Regions from separate parts of the Hordeum vulgare genome. Here region 1 is linked to region 2. Evidence: chromatin contacts called from public Hi-C data. All regions are on one chromosome and are shown on one strand. Each heading gives the region's core, a stretch centred on a gene start, on an enhancer-like site or on the middle of the called end of the contact. The rest is flanking DNA. Distances are from core to core; before and after follow the strand shown.

Evidence for each region. Hi-C and Micro-C count contacts between places; a contact is called where the count stands out from the background.
Region 1: a Hi-C map of leaf shows a contact between it and region 2, with 8 times the contacts expected there. The contact joins the promoter of LOC123410965 here to the enhancer-like site in region 2. A contact is called at or near these places in 1 of 6 Hi-C or Micro-C datasets (leaf) and 1 of 1 datasets of contacts at active chromatin or transcription factors (embryo).

What each region holds. Positions count from the first base shown.
Region 1 is chr7H:172,839,860-172,844,133 of MorexV3_pseudomolecules_assembly, forward strand. It overlaps LOC123410965 (receptor protein kinase-like protein ZAR1), which reads left to right and starts at 2,177. Exons shown (of 2, transcript XM_045103883.1): 1 at 2,177-3,647; 2 at 3,742-4,274. The coding sequence starts at 2,315.
Region 2 is chr7H:172,650,867-172,655,122 of MorexV3_pseudomolecules_assembly, forward strand. No RefSeq gene overlaps it. Among protein-coding and RNA genes, the nearest start is that of LOC123408482, 71 kb to the left of the region's middle. Within about 2 kb of position 2,090, at least 1 of the 3 cell types and tissues checked has open chromatin away from gene starts, as enhancers often do. A contact at or near this core is called in leaf, where this site is marked.

The sequences.
Region 1 (4,274 bases), core at 927-3,426, 190 kb after region 2:
GCCATTCCATGGTTATAAGCCAATCCATGGTTTTATAGCTGAAAATGCTGATGTTTTATACCTGTAAATGATGTTGTTTAAAGGCTGAAAATGCTGATGTTTTACAGCTGAAAATGATGTTGTTGTATAGTTGTAAATGATGTTGTTTTAAGGCTGAAAATGATGTTGTTTTACAGCTAAAAACCATGATGTTTTACAGCTAAAAATGCTGATGTTTTACACCTAAAAATGTCGATGTTTTATAGCTAAGTACTTTTGTTGAAATGGTGTTGCAGGATCATCCAACTGATGTCGAACTGATCAATTCCCCACTTGAGTATTACAATTATATGAAACTATCCTTTGCTAATAAGCATGCCACCCGGATTTATTCAATGGGAATCAGTGTGCCACTGGGAACACCTATTGTTGTGGAAGACAAAGATAAACCCAATGTCACAGAGGGGCAAGGGACAACTGGTGAGGTATTGAAAGATCTTCCTGGGTCTAGCTTTGCACTTCCTAATGCTAGTGCCACTCAGAACCCTTCACCCACTTCAAATAAAAAGAGAAAGAGGTCATCTAGTTTGACTGAGGAGGATTCACTCCAGTGTAGCAACATGACTGATGCTATGCGTGAGATTGCAACTGCTATCAACAACACTTGTCATGCTAAAACACACCTTGACTTGTACAAGGCCGTGATGGACCTTACTATGTTTGATCAAAATGAGCGCTTGGGTGTTTTAGATTTTCTCACAGAACATAAGGGAAAATGCCTTAACTTTATGAAGATGGATGAGGAAGTCCGTCAAGCATCGTTCAAGCGTATCTTGAAAGCAAATCCTGATCTTCTTTGAGTTGATGTTAGTTGATGATTGTTGAAACTATCCCTTTTGGTTATGGTTGTTATGTCTTATGTAATATGAATCTACTTGTACGCTGCTACAATTTATGGTTATTATGTAATATGAATCTATTCGTGCACCATTAAAAATTATGGTTATTATATGTGTTATGTCAATTATTGATTTTGTCGTCATGATAATATTTTAGTTGGAATTGTTCACTCAAATGTTGATATGTTTTGTCAATATTGTCTTGACGCCAAAAAATATATTCATGCAACCTAGCTCACATACACGCTACTAAACACAGTCTCGACATAGCATGTCTCGTTTAATGCAGTCTACCAAACACAGTCTCAGTTTAGCATGCGTCAATACATACAGTGCTACCAAACAACTGCAATTACATGTACTGAGCATGTCTAGAGTGAGCATGTCTCGTTTAATGTAGCCTACCAAACACAGCCTAGTTAAGCTTTTTAAAACAATACTTATATTTGCACTATGCTTTTATTATGTATTCTTAAGTATGAATGATTTGATTTGTATTTGTGTGCAGTACATAAATGATAGACGTGCATGTGTTCACATGTACTCCCTCCGTTCCTAAATATAAGACCTTGTAAAGTTTGTACTATGGACTACATACGGATGTATATAGACATATTTTAAAATATAGATTCACTCATTTTGCTTCGTATGTAGTCTATAGTGAAATCTCTATAAGGTCTTATATTTAGGAACGAAGGGAGTATTTGATGTCTTGGAAGCAAGGATTGTGATTGCAAGTTTTGCCATCTTGGTCACAGATTTGAAAATCAAAAACATCCCTAATTTTTTAATCCTATACGGGCTGCAAGCAGACACCATCAACCACTGATCAAATGCAAACAGGACCCCATACACAGCCCCAGTACCATGTGCCGGCGCCTGCACAAATTCAAACGAAGAGGCTCGAATCCAGCAGGGCCCCAGCGCGCAGCCTCAGGAGTAGCCAATCACCCCGACCACTCCAGCAGAAGAGCATACTACTAAGTAGTACTACCAGTATGATAAATATCAACGTTAACCCTGGGGATTCTAAACCACTAATCCTTGAGATTTCCCACATGCCAACACGCTTAATTACTACTTTAGCAAAAGTCGCCCCGAGCAAAGAGCTTCGATCGAATCCCACCAGCCAAGCCCAAAGCCCACCTCACCCCTCCACCTCCAGCGCCCTGCTGTTCGAATCCACATCCCCGAAATGCCCCTCATGTAGGCCCCAAACAACAGAACGGACATGATCCTCCAGGAGCCCATTTCCGTCATTTCGGAAGTAAAATCTCACTCCCCGGCCTAAACCCAGTCCCTCGGCTGTCCTCTTCTCCCCACCTTCTGTGCTGCAACCCCGCGTGCTCCCAAGAAATGGCAGGGCTGTTTGTTGTAGCCTAGTGCTCGCTATTCCGACTTCCGAGAGGCAGATACGAGTTGTTTCTTCCGTCGAAATGGCGGCCGTGCGTGTGGCGGCGGTGGCGGTGCTGCTGGCGGTCGTGGCCGTGGCGGCGGCAGCGCTGAACACGGACGGCCTGGCGCTTCTCGCGCTCAAGTTCGCGGTCACCGATGACCCTGGCAGCGGTCTCGATACCTGGAGGGACGCCGACGCTGACCCCTGCAGCTGGGCCGGCGTCACCTGCGTCGACGGCGGCGGGGGCCGGGTCGCCGGCGTGGAGCTCGCCAACCTCTCGCTAGCCGGCTACCTGCCCTCCGAGCTCTCCCTGCTCTCCGAGCTCGAGACGCTGTCGCTGCCGGCCAACCGCCTCTCCGGCCAGATCCCGGTCGCCATCTCCGCGCTGCAGAAGCTCACCACCCTCGACCTGGCGCACAACTTCCTGTCCGGCCAGATTCCTGCGGGGATTGGGAGGCTCGCGTCCCTGTCTCGCCTCGATTTGTCCTCCAACCAGCTCAACGGGACGCTGCCGCCGTCCATCGCGGGGCTTCCGAGTCTCTCCGGCGTGCTCAACCTCAGCTACAACCATTTTGTCGGCGGGATCCCGCCGGAGTTCGGCGGCATTCCCGTCGCCGTCAGCCTTGACCTCCGGGGGAACGACCTCGCCGGCGAGATCCCGCAGGTGGGCTCGCTCGTCAACCAGGGCCCCACCGCCTTCGACGACAACCCGAGGCTCTGCGGGTTTCCGCTCAAGATCGAGTGCGCCGGGGAGAGGGAGGAGCCAAGGATCCCGCAGTCGAACAATGGCATGAACCCTGGTGCGGCGGCGGAGGTTGGGAGGCCACCCAAGCATCGGTCGTCGCCCACGGTGCCCATTCTTGCCGTCATTGTGGTGGCGGCCATCGTCGCCGGGCTAGTGCTGCAATGGCAGTGCCGGAGGCGGTGCGCTGCAACGACCAGGAACGAGGACAAGGAGTCGTCGACCAAGGAGAAGAGCGCGGCGGTGACGCTCGCCGGCACTGAAGAGCGGCGCGGCGGCGGAGAGGAGGGGGAGCTGTTCGTGGCGGTGGACGACGGTTTCGGGATGGAGCTGGAGGAGCTGCTCCGCGCGTCTGCCTACGTCGTGGGGAAGAGCCGCGGCGGCATCGTGTACAGGGTCGTTCCCGGCCGCGGCACCGCCGTAGCCGTCCGCCGTCTCAGCGAGCCCGACGACGGCGATGGCACTGAGTCCGGGTGGCGCCGGCGCCGTGCCTTCGAGACCGAGGCCGCCGCCATCGGCCGCGCTCGCCATCCCAACGTCGCTCGACTCCGCGCATACTACTACGCCCCGGACGAGAAGCTGCTCATCTACGACTACCTCGGCAATGGCTCCCTCCACTCCGCTCTACACGGTAATGTGCCGGCCAAATCTTGTCTTATCGATTGATAGGCTAGAGGCTGCATTTGATCCAGAGATAGTAGGACTGAATAGATTCTTGGAATCAGGTGGCCCGACGGCTTCGCCAACGCCACTGCCGTGGTCGGTGAGGCTGTCCATCGTGCAGGGCGCGGCGAGGGGGCTGGCATACCTGCACGAGTGCAGCCCTCGCCGGTACGTGCACGGCTGCATCAAGTCGTCCAAGATCCTGCTCGACGACGAGCTCCGTCCGCACGTCTCCGGCTTCGGACTAGCCCGGCTCGTCGCCGGCGCGCACAAGACGGCGCAGTCGAGGAAGCTCGGCGGCGCGGCGTGCGCGCTCCGCAGCGGCGCCCTGTCGGCGCTGTCGTACGTGGCACCGGAGCTGCGCGCGCCGGGGGGCACGGCCGCGGCGGCGACGCAGAAAGGGGACGTGTTCGCGTTCGGGGTGGTGCTGCTGGAGGCGGTGACCGGGCGGCAGCCGACGGAGGGGGAGGGCGGGCTGGAGCTGGAGGCGTGGGTGCGGCGAGCCTTCAAGGAGGAGCGGCCGCTGTCGGAGGTGGTCGACCCGTCGCTGCTCGGCGAGGTGCACGCCAAGAAGCAGGTCCTCGCCGTGTTCCAC
Region 2 (4,256 bases), core at 840-3,339:
TTATGGCGTTTCTTTGGTTCTAGGTAAGTTGGTGTCTCCCCTTTGTCCGTTGAAGCTTCGGCCAAGACGGCGTACGGCAGCGATAATTGATTGTTTTGCATTTATGTCTCTCAGATTTATAGTGTTATTTTTCGTGGGATCCTTTGTGCAAGGTGTTGTGTGAGTGATCTTTTGGTTGTCTCTAGATCATGGCTACGTGTGGATTTGTATTCTATTGTTGAATAATTGACACATAGTTATTTAAAAAAAGTGTGTCATGTTCTTAGACGGTTAGATTAGGACGAAAAGTTATGGGGTATTAGCATGGCTTGCTGTGGTAAACACAAAAATACTTTGGACCATTAGATCTTGTCGATAGACGGTGTAGATAGTTTGGGTCTGATTCTTTGGATCTTTTATAGGGTTAATAGATGGCTGCAACTGTCAACGCACCCAAGCGAGTACAAATCTTGTTACTCGCAAATTACAATAGCTTAGCATTATTTTTTATTTTGCGTTCTCTATATGTTGCTCGGCCTTGCGACTCCACGGAGTGAACAGCAAGCCGAGCGAGTCTAGGTTGGCCCAGTTTTTTCCGAGAGCGTGCAAACAATCCCAGCTATGTCGACAATCTCGCCTTTCCAAACAAGCCCAAGATTCTTTTTAGACTAGAGTTCAGGGTCCAATTGACACATATTTTGAGGTGCTGGTTCATTTTGCTTAACATCTACAAATCAAGGGTTTAAAATAGACTTTTTCCGTTTCTTAAGTAGGCCTTAAATGTCCGGTCTGACGGACACCCCTCATATCCAACCTAAATATGGATGGATATGGGGCATCCAGACGCACCCATCATGTCAGACCCGACCGTAAATTGCATAAAATTCACCAAACTCTTCCTCCTCCCGTCGCCCTTGAACCTCTTCTCACGGTCGAGCCCTCGTCGTGTGGCACCCTTGCTCCCTATCCTCATCACCGTTCCCGATCCGCCGCCTTAGATGCCGTCTAGCCCATCCCAACCGCCACGATGGGGACACAGTCCCCCTCATCCATCGGTGTCCCTTCCTCCTACGGCAGCGGAATGATGGCTCAAGCTCCCATTAATCCATTGGGTTAGACGATGAACATGTCGATGTTATCATCACAAATGGAAGAGCCACCGTGCCAAAGGATAACTGACAACTCATGGGAAACAAGTGGGAGAAGGCAAGGGTCTCCCATGACGCCGCGGCTACAAAAATGTTGTGCACATGGATGGTCATTTTTTCGGTAAGGGAAAAAAGAGGAGAGGTACAAGCTCATGTTGGATGCATAAAAGGAGAGGATGGAGTGGGACCGTACAAGGGCATAGAAGAGGATGGAAATTGAGGAGGAGAAGATCGAGTTAGAGAAGCAAAATACACGATCAAATGGGAACTCGAGAAGGCGAAGACATTTGGAGAGATTGCGCTTGAGATGGAGAGGTTGCAATTCGCATGGGACGCAAAGGGTGTGAAGATCATGTTGGCAAACGAAACGCTCTTGGATGAGCATGCAAAGAAGTGGCTTGCGGATAAGAAGAAGGAGATCAATGATCGTACGATGCACGAGGCGGAAAGGGCGGCAACGACACCAGATCATGTGGCGAGGATGTAGGCGGAGCAGCCAACCCAGATATAGGCGGAGCAGGACGAGCAGGCGACATGGATGGTCGTGTCCGGACAGTGATCCGACAAGCAAGCCATCTGTCACGCTCGGACATTGATTTCATTTTAGCATGTGCGGTTTTCTTAAACTGTGGTTTGATTTGCTTTGTTTTGAATAGTTGAATTCAGATAATTTGTATCAGATGATCGACGTGTATGGATTGCATGAATTTGAGGATCGACATTTGAAGTATGTGGATGCGCGATGCAACACATGAAGGGCTGATGAGCTTTGTCCGCGGACGCGTCTGGACACGCACATGGGCTTATAGGGGGCAAATTTGACAAGTTCGGTTGTAGATGCTCTAAAGGCGATGAACATTGCCACATCAAATTTCCCATGCGTTTGGGATCATGAGCCGTCGAACAAACATTCCTTACCCATCGCTCTTCATGTCCCCATCCCTCTCCTCTCACCCACTGCTCTCCATGTCCCTCTCCCTATCCTCTCTACTCTATCACCACACAGCGGCTGACGATGAACCATGATGTCGTTGGATCCCCGCGACGAAGGAGGAGGAGGCCGAATCCCGACCAAGAGGCAGGAGGCCACTAGATCTAGGGACGAGGTCAGCATCGGAGGAGGTGGCGCAACACGAGCAGTGAAAGTAATGAAGAGGCTCGCGCGTGACCGAAGGCTCAAGATGCAGTAGGTCGTCGGATCCAGGGACGAGATCAGTGGTGGCAGAAATAGAGCAACGCGCGCGGCGACGGTGAGGGGGAGGCTAGAGCGCGTGGAGGGGCACTGCGCCCCGGCCTCGCATCTTCTCATGTGCAGTCGAGCCCATGGATGATGGCGGCGGAGCCGAGGCAAGCCGTTATGGAGAGGAGATCCAGTGACAAAATCATGGTGTAGCACGACCGAGGTTGGGCTCGCCACCGATGCTTCCATCGTGCTCCCCACCGTCGGCCTGCTTCCTGGGTCTCCTTCGAGCTCACCGATGTCTCCCCAACGTGGGTTGCGTCTTACCCTCCTTCCTTCCCTTTCGGATCGATTTGAGAGGCGTCGTAACTATTGAATCCATGGCCAGGCACCATGGTCGGGGTTTCAAGAGCTCAACGGTGGTAGCCATGGCCGCGACCTCCACATCCTCGTTCTTTTACTTTCAATGGGGTGCTTGCGATATTCGGCCATCGATTAGTCGTTGTGTTGAATTCAGTATCGAAGAACAAGTGGTAGGAAATGAGATGCAAGACACACTTTTTCTGTAAGGGGTGGAAAATTATTTGTATGTGGCATGGCCATTGCTTTCTACAGTACATAGCATGACAATTTGTTGTACTTGTTTCCATGGCAAGTTTAAAAATTGTTCATACAACCAATTTTTAAAGTTTGCCATGGCAAAAATGTCATGTTTATTTGCCATGGCAGAGAAATGTAACCAACATTTTTTCCATCAGGTTCACATGTTGTATGCATAATGGGCCATGGCATATAAAGTTTCCTATAGATGAATTATATTTCATGGAAAAAATGTCAAGAAATTGTTCTATAGTTCATGGCGATTTTAGACATGTTTTTGTATTGGTCAAAATTTGAAATTTAGAAATTAGTATTATAACAAATTATTTAAGGTTTTTTCTGTGGCTAATGTTATGGACATAAAATGATTTTTTACAAGGGGATAGGAGGAGGGACTATATTGTTTCTTGTACGGCGATGCCAAATCTGTTGTATGCAACATGGAAAATGCTTTTTCTAGATATCATAAAAGAATGATTCGTTGACATGTGCTACTTGTAAACTGGCGTTGGGTTTTTCCAAAAGAGGAGGAGTGATGCAGCCTAGTAGGGACAAGTATTTTCCTAAGTGAGTACCGAGGTTATTGAATCAATAGGAGAATCATGCAAACTCGTGTCATCAGCACGTACACACAAAAACCAAACACTTGCATCCAACGCACGTAAGAGGGTTGTCATGCCCCCTTGAACTCGTTACTTGCAAGGATTAATTCTAATATATAGATATGATATAAAATTATAAAAGTAAATAAACTGCAGTAAGGTAAATTGATTTTTTAATAGTAGGATTAAGTAAACCCGACGGGCATAGTTTTCAGTAGAGGCTTCTCTCTCGAACCTAGCACACGGTGGGTATACAAATTACTGTTTGACAATTGATAGAATAGAGCATAGTTGTGAAATGCTATTCACGTAAATGATTATGTGTATATAGGAATTACGCCCAAAAACAACTAGACCGATCTTGCATCTACTATTATTACTCCACTTCGAAAGCGCTTCTATGCTTGCCTCTCTAGGTATTAAGTTCATGACAAACAGAGTAATGAATGAAGCAAGATGACATGATGTAGAAAAAGTACGACAAGCAATATGTTCACACCCCGTCGTTTTATCCTTAGTCGCAACAATTCAAATATTTGTCTTATCCCCTTCTGTCACTGAGATATAGAGCACCGCAAGATTGAACCCACTACAACACACCACTCCCATTGAAGATAAATCAGTGTAGCTGGCCAAGCCAAAATGGATAGATCGGAGAGAAATACGAAACTACAATAATCATGCATAATAGAATTCAGAGGAGACTCAATTACTTTCAATGAATAATCTGATCATAAACCCAAAATT